2 separate regions of the Mus musculus genome follow, and region 2 is linked to region 1. Evidence: chromatin contacts called from public HiChIP or PLAC-seq data. All regions are on one chromosome and are shown on one strand. The core of a region is the stretch at or near the end of the contact, and the rest is flanking DNA. Distances in the headings are between cores, read along the strand shown. Region 1 holds the start of Gnptg (N-acetylglucosamine-1-phosphotransferase, gamma subunit). Region 2 overlaps Ift140 (intraflagellar transport 140).

Evidence for each region. HiChIP or PLAC-seq counts read pairs in DNA pulled down with a chosen protein or histone mark.
Region 2: an H3K4me3 HiChIP or PLAC-seq map of bone marrow-derived macrophages shows a contact between it and region 1, with 2.8 times the contacts expected there. The contact joins the enhancer-like site here to the promoter of Gnptg in region 1. A contact is called at or near these places in 3 of 39 promoter capture datasets (the 3T3-L1 cell line and hippocampal neurons), 1 of 484 Hi-C or Micro-C datasets (nephron progenitors), 2 of 115 datasets of contacts at active chromatin or transcription factors (bone marrow-derived macrophages and fetal liver) and 1 of 9 other capture datasets (pancreatic islet).

What each region holds. Positions count from the first base shown.
Region 1 is chr17:25,238,473-25,241,909 of GRCm38.p6, forward strand. It overlaps Gnptg (N-acetylglucosamine-1-phosphotransferase, gamma subunit), which reads right to left and starts at 1,644. Exons shown (of 11, transcript NM_172529.3): 1 at 1,588-1,644; 2 at 1,442-1,499; 3 at 1,303-1,370. The coding sequence starts at 1,639. It overlaps Tsr3 (TSR3 20S rRNA accumulation), which reads left to right and starts at 1,698. Exons shown (of 6, transcript NM_026676.3): 1 at 1,698-1,892; 2 at 1,972-2,191; 3 at 2,592-2,785; 4 at 3,216-3,389. The coding sequence starts at 1,781.
Region 2 is chr17:25,043,758-25,047,194 of GRCm38.p6, forward strand. Ift140 (intraflagellar transport 140) reads left to right here. Exons shown (of 30, transcript NM_134126.3): 13 at 1,292-1,419; 14 at 1,748-1,865. Among named protein-coding and RNA genes, the nearest start is that of Ift140, 29 kb to the left of the region's middle. Within about 2 kb of position 1,729, at least 42 of the 459 cell types and tissues checked have an H3K27ac peak or open chromatin away from gene starts, as enhancers often do. A contact at or near this core is called in bone marrow-derived macrophages, where this site is marked.

The sequences.
Region 1 (3,437 bases), core at 394-2,893:
TTTGGAATCTTTATCATGTATCTACTTATTTATTTATTTATTTTTATTAGATACTTTATTTATATACAATATAAATAAATATTAAATAAATTTATTATTATATATATTTATATATATTTATATTATATATTTATTTATATATAATATAAATATATATATATAAATAAATATATATTTCAAATGCTATCCCGAAAGTTCCCTATACCCTCCCTCCACCCTGCTCCCCTACCCACCCACTCCTGCTTCTTGGCCCTGGCATTCCCCTGTACTGGGGCATATAAAATTTGCAATACCAAGGGGCCTCTCTTCCCAGTGATGGCCAACTAGGCCATCTTCTGCTACATATGCAGCTAGAGATATGAGCTCTGGGGGTACTGGTTAGTTCATATTGTTGTTCCACCTATAGGGTTGCAGACCCCTTCAGCTCCTTGGGTGCTTTCTCTAGCTTCTCCATTGGGGGCCCTGTGTTCCATCTTATAGATGACTTGTGAGCATCCACTTCTGTATTTGCCAGGCACTGGCATAGCCTCATACGAGACAGCTATAACAGGGTCCCTTCAGCAAGATCTTTCTGGCATATGCAATAGTGTCTGGGTTGCCAAGGTTCTTTTATGCTGGCCAGCCCTGAGCCACCTCCAACAGCTTGTCTTTCAGTCCTCCTAGGATCTTAGTCCCAAATTTCCTGTGCTGGTGCCCTCTCCACTCCGTAAGACCTAGAAAGGGCTAGATACACCTGGAGTGTTGAGTCTTCATACCCAACATCCCTAGAGCTTCTAATTGGTCTAAGCACCTGTGGAAAGTAGAGGCTTTAATACCACAAGTTGGAGGCCAGCTTGAGTCTACTATAAAAGACTTTGAAAGACTCTTACCTTAAAAACACAAAAGTAGCCGGGGGTGGCACACGCCTTTAATCCCAGCACTTGGGAGGCAGAGGCAGGCGGATTTCTGAGTTCCGGGCCAGCCTGGTCTACAAAGAGTTCCAGGGCTATACAGAGGAACCCTGTCCCGAAAAACAAAACGAAACAAAACAAAAACCCCACAAAAGTTAGGGATGTGACCCAAGCCTTGAGCGCTTGCTTGCTTAGCCCTAGGTAATCGCCAACCCTGGGAGCGAGAGGGGATTGCAGTTCCAGTATATACTTCAGAGCATTTAAAACACTCAAGTTTGACAAACGAATTCGTAACCCTTCAGCGAGTACATTATGAGTCCTTCATCCAAGGCACCCTTCCCTCCCTAACCGAGAGCTTTTTTCGGCCCCCTCAGTCAGCACCTCGGCCAGCTCCGCACCCTCCCGCGCTCACCGGATACAGCTGAAGGCTCTCTCTTGGGCTGAAGGCGGCTTGCCTGGGGCAAGAACGGGTTATTCAGCCTATGGAACAGAGAAGGTCAGAAGAGCCAGCCAGGCTCGGTCCCCAAGCCGCAGGACCGTGATCCGCTCACCCGAATGTGTTAGGCTCCTCCACCACCTTCATCTTCCCGGCACATGCCGGCGCGGGCCCTGCGGAGCGGGGAGAGAGGTGGTGAGTAGGGAGCGGAGGCGCGAGCGACGCCAGCGCGCGGGGGGCTATGTGCGCGGAGCCACTGACCCTGCGACGCGAGCCCCAGCAACATCAGGAAGCCAGCCAGCCGCCCCGCCATTGCTCCTAGGGTCTCACGGTCACGTGAGTGACAGCCGGAACTGACTCCCCTCAAAACCGGAAGCTGTGCGAGCGCGCACGCGCGCACGCTCTTGAACAAACGCTGGAGCTGAGGATTTCATCTCGGATTTCATCTAACATTATGGGCCGCAAGAAAGTTGCTCGCGGATCCAGGAAAGAGAGCGGTCGTGTTCGGCGACCCTCTGGCCGCTCTCTGGATGCTTTCGCTGAAGAGGTGGGCGCTGCGCTGCGTGGTGAGTTTGGAGCAGTCGGAGCAGCGGGTCGGGCCTGGGAGCAGGCGCTGAGGACCCGGCCTTCTCTCTCTCCTTGTAGCATCCGTGCAGCCCGAGGAGGCCGAGGACCAGGGCGGCCCGGGCCCTGCGGCGCTGCCTTGTGCCTTGGCTATGTGGGAGCTTGGTCACTGCGACCCCAAGCGCTGCACGGGCCGCAAACTGGCCCGTCTGGGTCTGGTGCGCTGCCTGCGCCTGAGCCAAAGGTTTGGCGGTCTGGTGCTCAGCCCAGTAGGCACTGAGTACGTGTCTCCGGCAGACAGGTAGACACCAGAGGCCTGGGGATCGGGGAGGGGTCGGAGAGGGGTTGGAATGCCCTTCCCACCATCTTGTCTTTGTTAAACTGCCCTGTATCAGGAGTATCATTTTCTTCAAGCCTTGCTTATTGGTCTTGGATGTCCACATCTTTCATATGAGCAGAGTTGTATTTAATTTGACCCTTTTCATAGAGCAGGGCTATAGTGTAGAAAGCCTAGGAGAAACATTTGTTGTGTAAAGTAAACACTGTCCAGCTACCCTCAACTGCTTCCTGAAGGGTTCTTTCTACTATTGCAATAAACCATAACTTCGAAATAGCAGAGTGATCTCTCATCTGTAGTGAAGCCAGTCTCCAAGGATGTGCCTTATTTGGGGCCCTAGAACCTACCCTACACTCTCTGACAGACAGCTGGTGGCACAGTCAGGGGTCGCAGTCATAGACTGCTCCTGGGCCAAACTGGACGACACACCCTTTCAGAAGATGCGAGGGAGCCACTTGCGGCTCCTGCCTTACCTCGTAGCTGCCAACCCTGTAAACTATGGCCGGCCCTGCAAACTTTCCTGTGTGGAAGCTTTCGCTGCTGCCTTCTGCATCGTAGGTGAGTTTTGGGTCTGACAGAAGCCTGGCAATGGCAGTCTGGAGGCTGACTGCTTGCCCCCTCCTCCTCCCTCACCTGGAGACTGGGGTTTCTTCTGGCAGAGTCTGAGCAAGGGGGTGGGATGTGAGGAGAATATATTGGGAGCCATTAGAAAACAGCCTTTGTCTTCAGTCTCAGTGCCCACATACAGTCTTAACCTTATGAAGCAGAGGTAGAGGCAAAATGGACCACTGCCTTCCCTGGATGGTGTGTGGGCCCAATGGCTACCCCGTAAGACACAGAGACTAGGATAATAGGACTGTTTCTCAGCAAATGAGAGGAACCTTGGGAACTGTAGAGGAGGTGACAGCTTCCTGAGATAGCAGGCAGGGTCATGCAGTTGTGCTCTCTATAGGTGTCCCAGGCATATCTTTGGTTTTTGTTCCACTAGGCTTTTCAGACCTTGCTGTCATTTTGCTTCGGAAGTTTAAGTGGGGCAAGGGCTTCCTGGACCTGAACCGGGAGCTCCTGGATAAGTACGCAGCTTGCCGTGGCCCGGAGGAGGTGTTGCAGGCTGAACAGGGGTACTTGGCTAGCACCAGGGACACGCCTGAAGAGGACATCGGTGAGTCCTGGTGTTGGCTGGGAGCCCCAGAGAAGCAATCAAGTCCCT
Region 2 (3,437 bases), core at 479-2,978, 190 kb before region 1:
TGGCCTTGAACTCAGAAATCCGCCTGCCTCTGCCTCCCGAGTGCTGGGATTAAAGGCATGCGCCACCACGCCCGGCTTTTGGGGGTTTTTTTTGAGACAAGGGTTTCTCTGTGTATCCTGGCCGTCCTGAAACTCAATCTGTAGATCAGGCTAGCCTCAAACTCACAGACATTCTTCTGCCTCTGCCTACTGAGTGCTAGGATTAAAGGTGTGCATCCCCACTGTTTGGCCCTTCTCGTTTTTTTTTTTCAGGGAATGGTAGGAGGTCACAAGGGTTGGGGGTGGCAGAGCTGGGGAGAATGGGAAGTGAGCGTGATTGGGGTGCGTGATGTGAAATTCCCAAATAATCACTAAAAATATTATGTAATAAAAAGAATAGAACTTGTGTGGTTGTGTAGTGAGAATGTCAGGGAGTTGGTGGAGGATGGGAAAAGCCTGGGAGGTTTAATCAGGAAAGGCTGGAGGGCCGCTTCTGACAGTGAGGGGGAGAGAGAAGTAGGCTCCTCCCACATCCTGAGTCCCGGCTAAGTGTGTGTGGTAGCTGAGAAGTGGAAGCTGTGGAAACAGAACAGGTATAGGTAAGCTTGACCTGGAGACTGCCTTCTTCCCTGCAGTAATGTACCCATACTGCTTCTGCTCCATCTGCCCACCCTCAGTACAACGCTCCACCGCTCATTGCTGACTACCAGACTCAAAGATCCAGATACAGAGTCATTTAACTGCTCAGTGCGTGTTCTCTCCTTTTCTGGGCTCTCCGATAGCTGGCTTCTTCCTGGTTCACCTCATTTTTAAGCCCCTAGAAGAGACATTAATTCCTTAGGCATTTTATTGAGATGTAAAATACAGGACATATGACTGTGTTATAAGTGTGGATTGTCTTCCACGAGTGGCATATGTCCAGGATGTGACAACCATCCTGGCAGAGGTACTCTCCCATCTCACTACCCAGAAGGCCATGCACCTAACATCAGCCACATGAAGAATATCATTGCCCACCTAGACCAACTCACAGGGACGGAGGTCGCCATCTGTGTACCTTGCTACAGTCCGCCATGTGTGTGTGACCACAGAGCACTTCTTAGCTGAGGGACCTGTGCATCTTTGATCCTTGCCCCGAGGCCTATGTCACCGAGACTGTGCAGAAGGGAGACCTGTCTTCCTATGGATCCAGCCCTGGTCTAATGCATGCCAGCCCCTCAGCAATCACTACTGTTCGCGTGAATGTTGTTCCGGAGAGAAAGGGGGCACTGCACCACAGACGAGCATGGCTAACTTGTTCTTCTTTCCCCAGGGGACTGTCAAACAACTTCTGCTATTCTCTGAGACCGAGGGGAGCCCCTGCTTCCTGGACGTCTGTGGGACTTTCCTGGTTGCAGGGACAGATTTAGCTCATTTTAAAAGTTTTGATCTTTCCAGAAGGTACAGTTTCCTTCCACACTCAAGTATTAAATGCTGTTTCATTTTTTAAGTTATGGGGCAATTTAGTAGACAGGAAATTGGAACAATGTCTTATCTCACATGACACCTTTTTTTTTTTTTTGTAAATTAGAAGAGACCTTTTATTGGTTCTAAGATGAACCTCCTTTTCCCTGGACTAGGGGGTTAAGTACACAGGTGAGAAGAGGTGAGCTGAACAGAACACTCTACAGTCCAGGGTCTCAGCAGTCAGAGAAGCTCATTTCTGTGACCAGCAGGAAGGTGCCAAGAGGACGCTGATGTCATTCTTCCTCCTCCTGTCCTCACACAGGGAAGCAAAAGTGCACTGCAGCTGCAAGAACCTGGCCCAGCTGGTCCCTGATGTGGGGAGCATCACTTCTCTGAGATGCAATGCAAATGGGAACAAGATCAGCATCCTCCTTAGCAAGGTAAGGCCAACATCCCTGCCGGCCTTCTGATCCATATGAAGGACCTCCGAGGATACGGGCTGTGCCTCTGGGCCCTGGCAGGACCTGACAGACATAGCTGTTTATTCTGTCTCCTCAAGTCTTTTAGGTCTTTATGTCTAACCTTCTCTCTAGCCCCTCCTTGCTTCAGATCCTTCCTCAGTTTCTGCCTTATATCAGCTCTCTCCTGCCTGCTTCCATCTTGGGACACACACACAGTCTGTTCTTTTGTGTGTGTGTTTGGGGTGTGAGGGGTGGAAGACAGGGAGGATTGTTGTTGATTCAAGACAAGGTTTGTCTGTGTAGCCCTGGCTGTACTGGAACTCACTTTGTAGACCAAGCCGGCCTCAAACTTGGAGATCTGCCTGCCCTTGCCTCCTGAGTGCTGGGATTAAAGGTGTGCACCACCACCCCTGATCCATACTCTGTTCGTATGTGCTCACCTGCACACACTTTCCATATTTCCTGCCCTTCTTGGTTTTCTTCGGAATCAGCCGTATCTTCTTTAGAGAGCTCTTTGTCCTTTTCTTGCTTGTCTTCTTCATCACCTAGCCAACATCACAAGACAAGACCACTCACCGGGCAGTGGTAGCGTTAATCCCAGCACTTGGGAGGCAGAGGTTTCTGAGTTCGAGGCTAGCCTGGTCTACAGAGTGAGTTCCAGGACAACCAGGGCTAAACAGAGAAACCCCTGTCTTGAAAAACCAAAAAGAAAAAGAAAAAAATGAAACCCTGTCTCCAAAAACAAAAGAAGAAGAAGAAAAAGGAGGAGGAGAATGGAGGAGGGAGTGGTAGGCATGCTAAGACAACAGCAAAAATGTCATTGTCACTTGTACTTTGGTGTCCCACTGACCCTGACCCTAACGGCAGCTTGGCTGGAACAGGGAGGACAAGTGGAAGTTGATAAAGTAATACAAAAGAAAGTAAGGACACAAAGTGGCGGCAGTGTGAGACCCATAGTGGAGAGTCCTCCAGACCTGGGCAGGGGAAGCTGGGACAGTGATAAGAGAATATCCATGACCCATAGAAACCCTGTGTGCAGAGGCTGGAGCCATGACTCAAAGGTTAGGACCACTTGTTGCAGAGGACCTGGGTTCTGTTCCAGCACCCACCTACTGGTTCACAATCATCCTTAACTCAAACGCCAGGGGATCTGACAGCCTCTTCTGACCTCTGTGGGCACCAGACATACATGTGCTGCACAGACATACATAGACATATGTGTAGTCAGTCACTCAGTAAGGGCAGACAGAATCCCCTGGACAGCTCTGCAGCAGTTGAGCCCAGACAACCTAGAGCAGCTGAACCTGAACCCAAGATCCAGTTGTTTTCTCTCACTTCCCTGGCCACTTCCCAAGCACTCTGATGAGGCGCAAGGTCCATGCAGTTTTCAGAGATAGCATAAAAGAACCCTCAGCTGGGGGCTGGTGAGATGGCTCAGTGGGTAAGAGCACCCGACTGCTCTTCCGAAGGTCCGGAGTTCAAATCCCAGCAACCACATGGTGGCTCACAACCATCTGTAACGAGATCTGACTCCCTCTTCTGGAGTGTCTA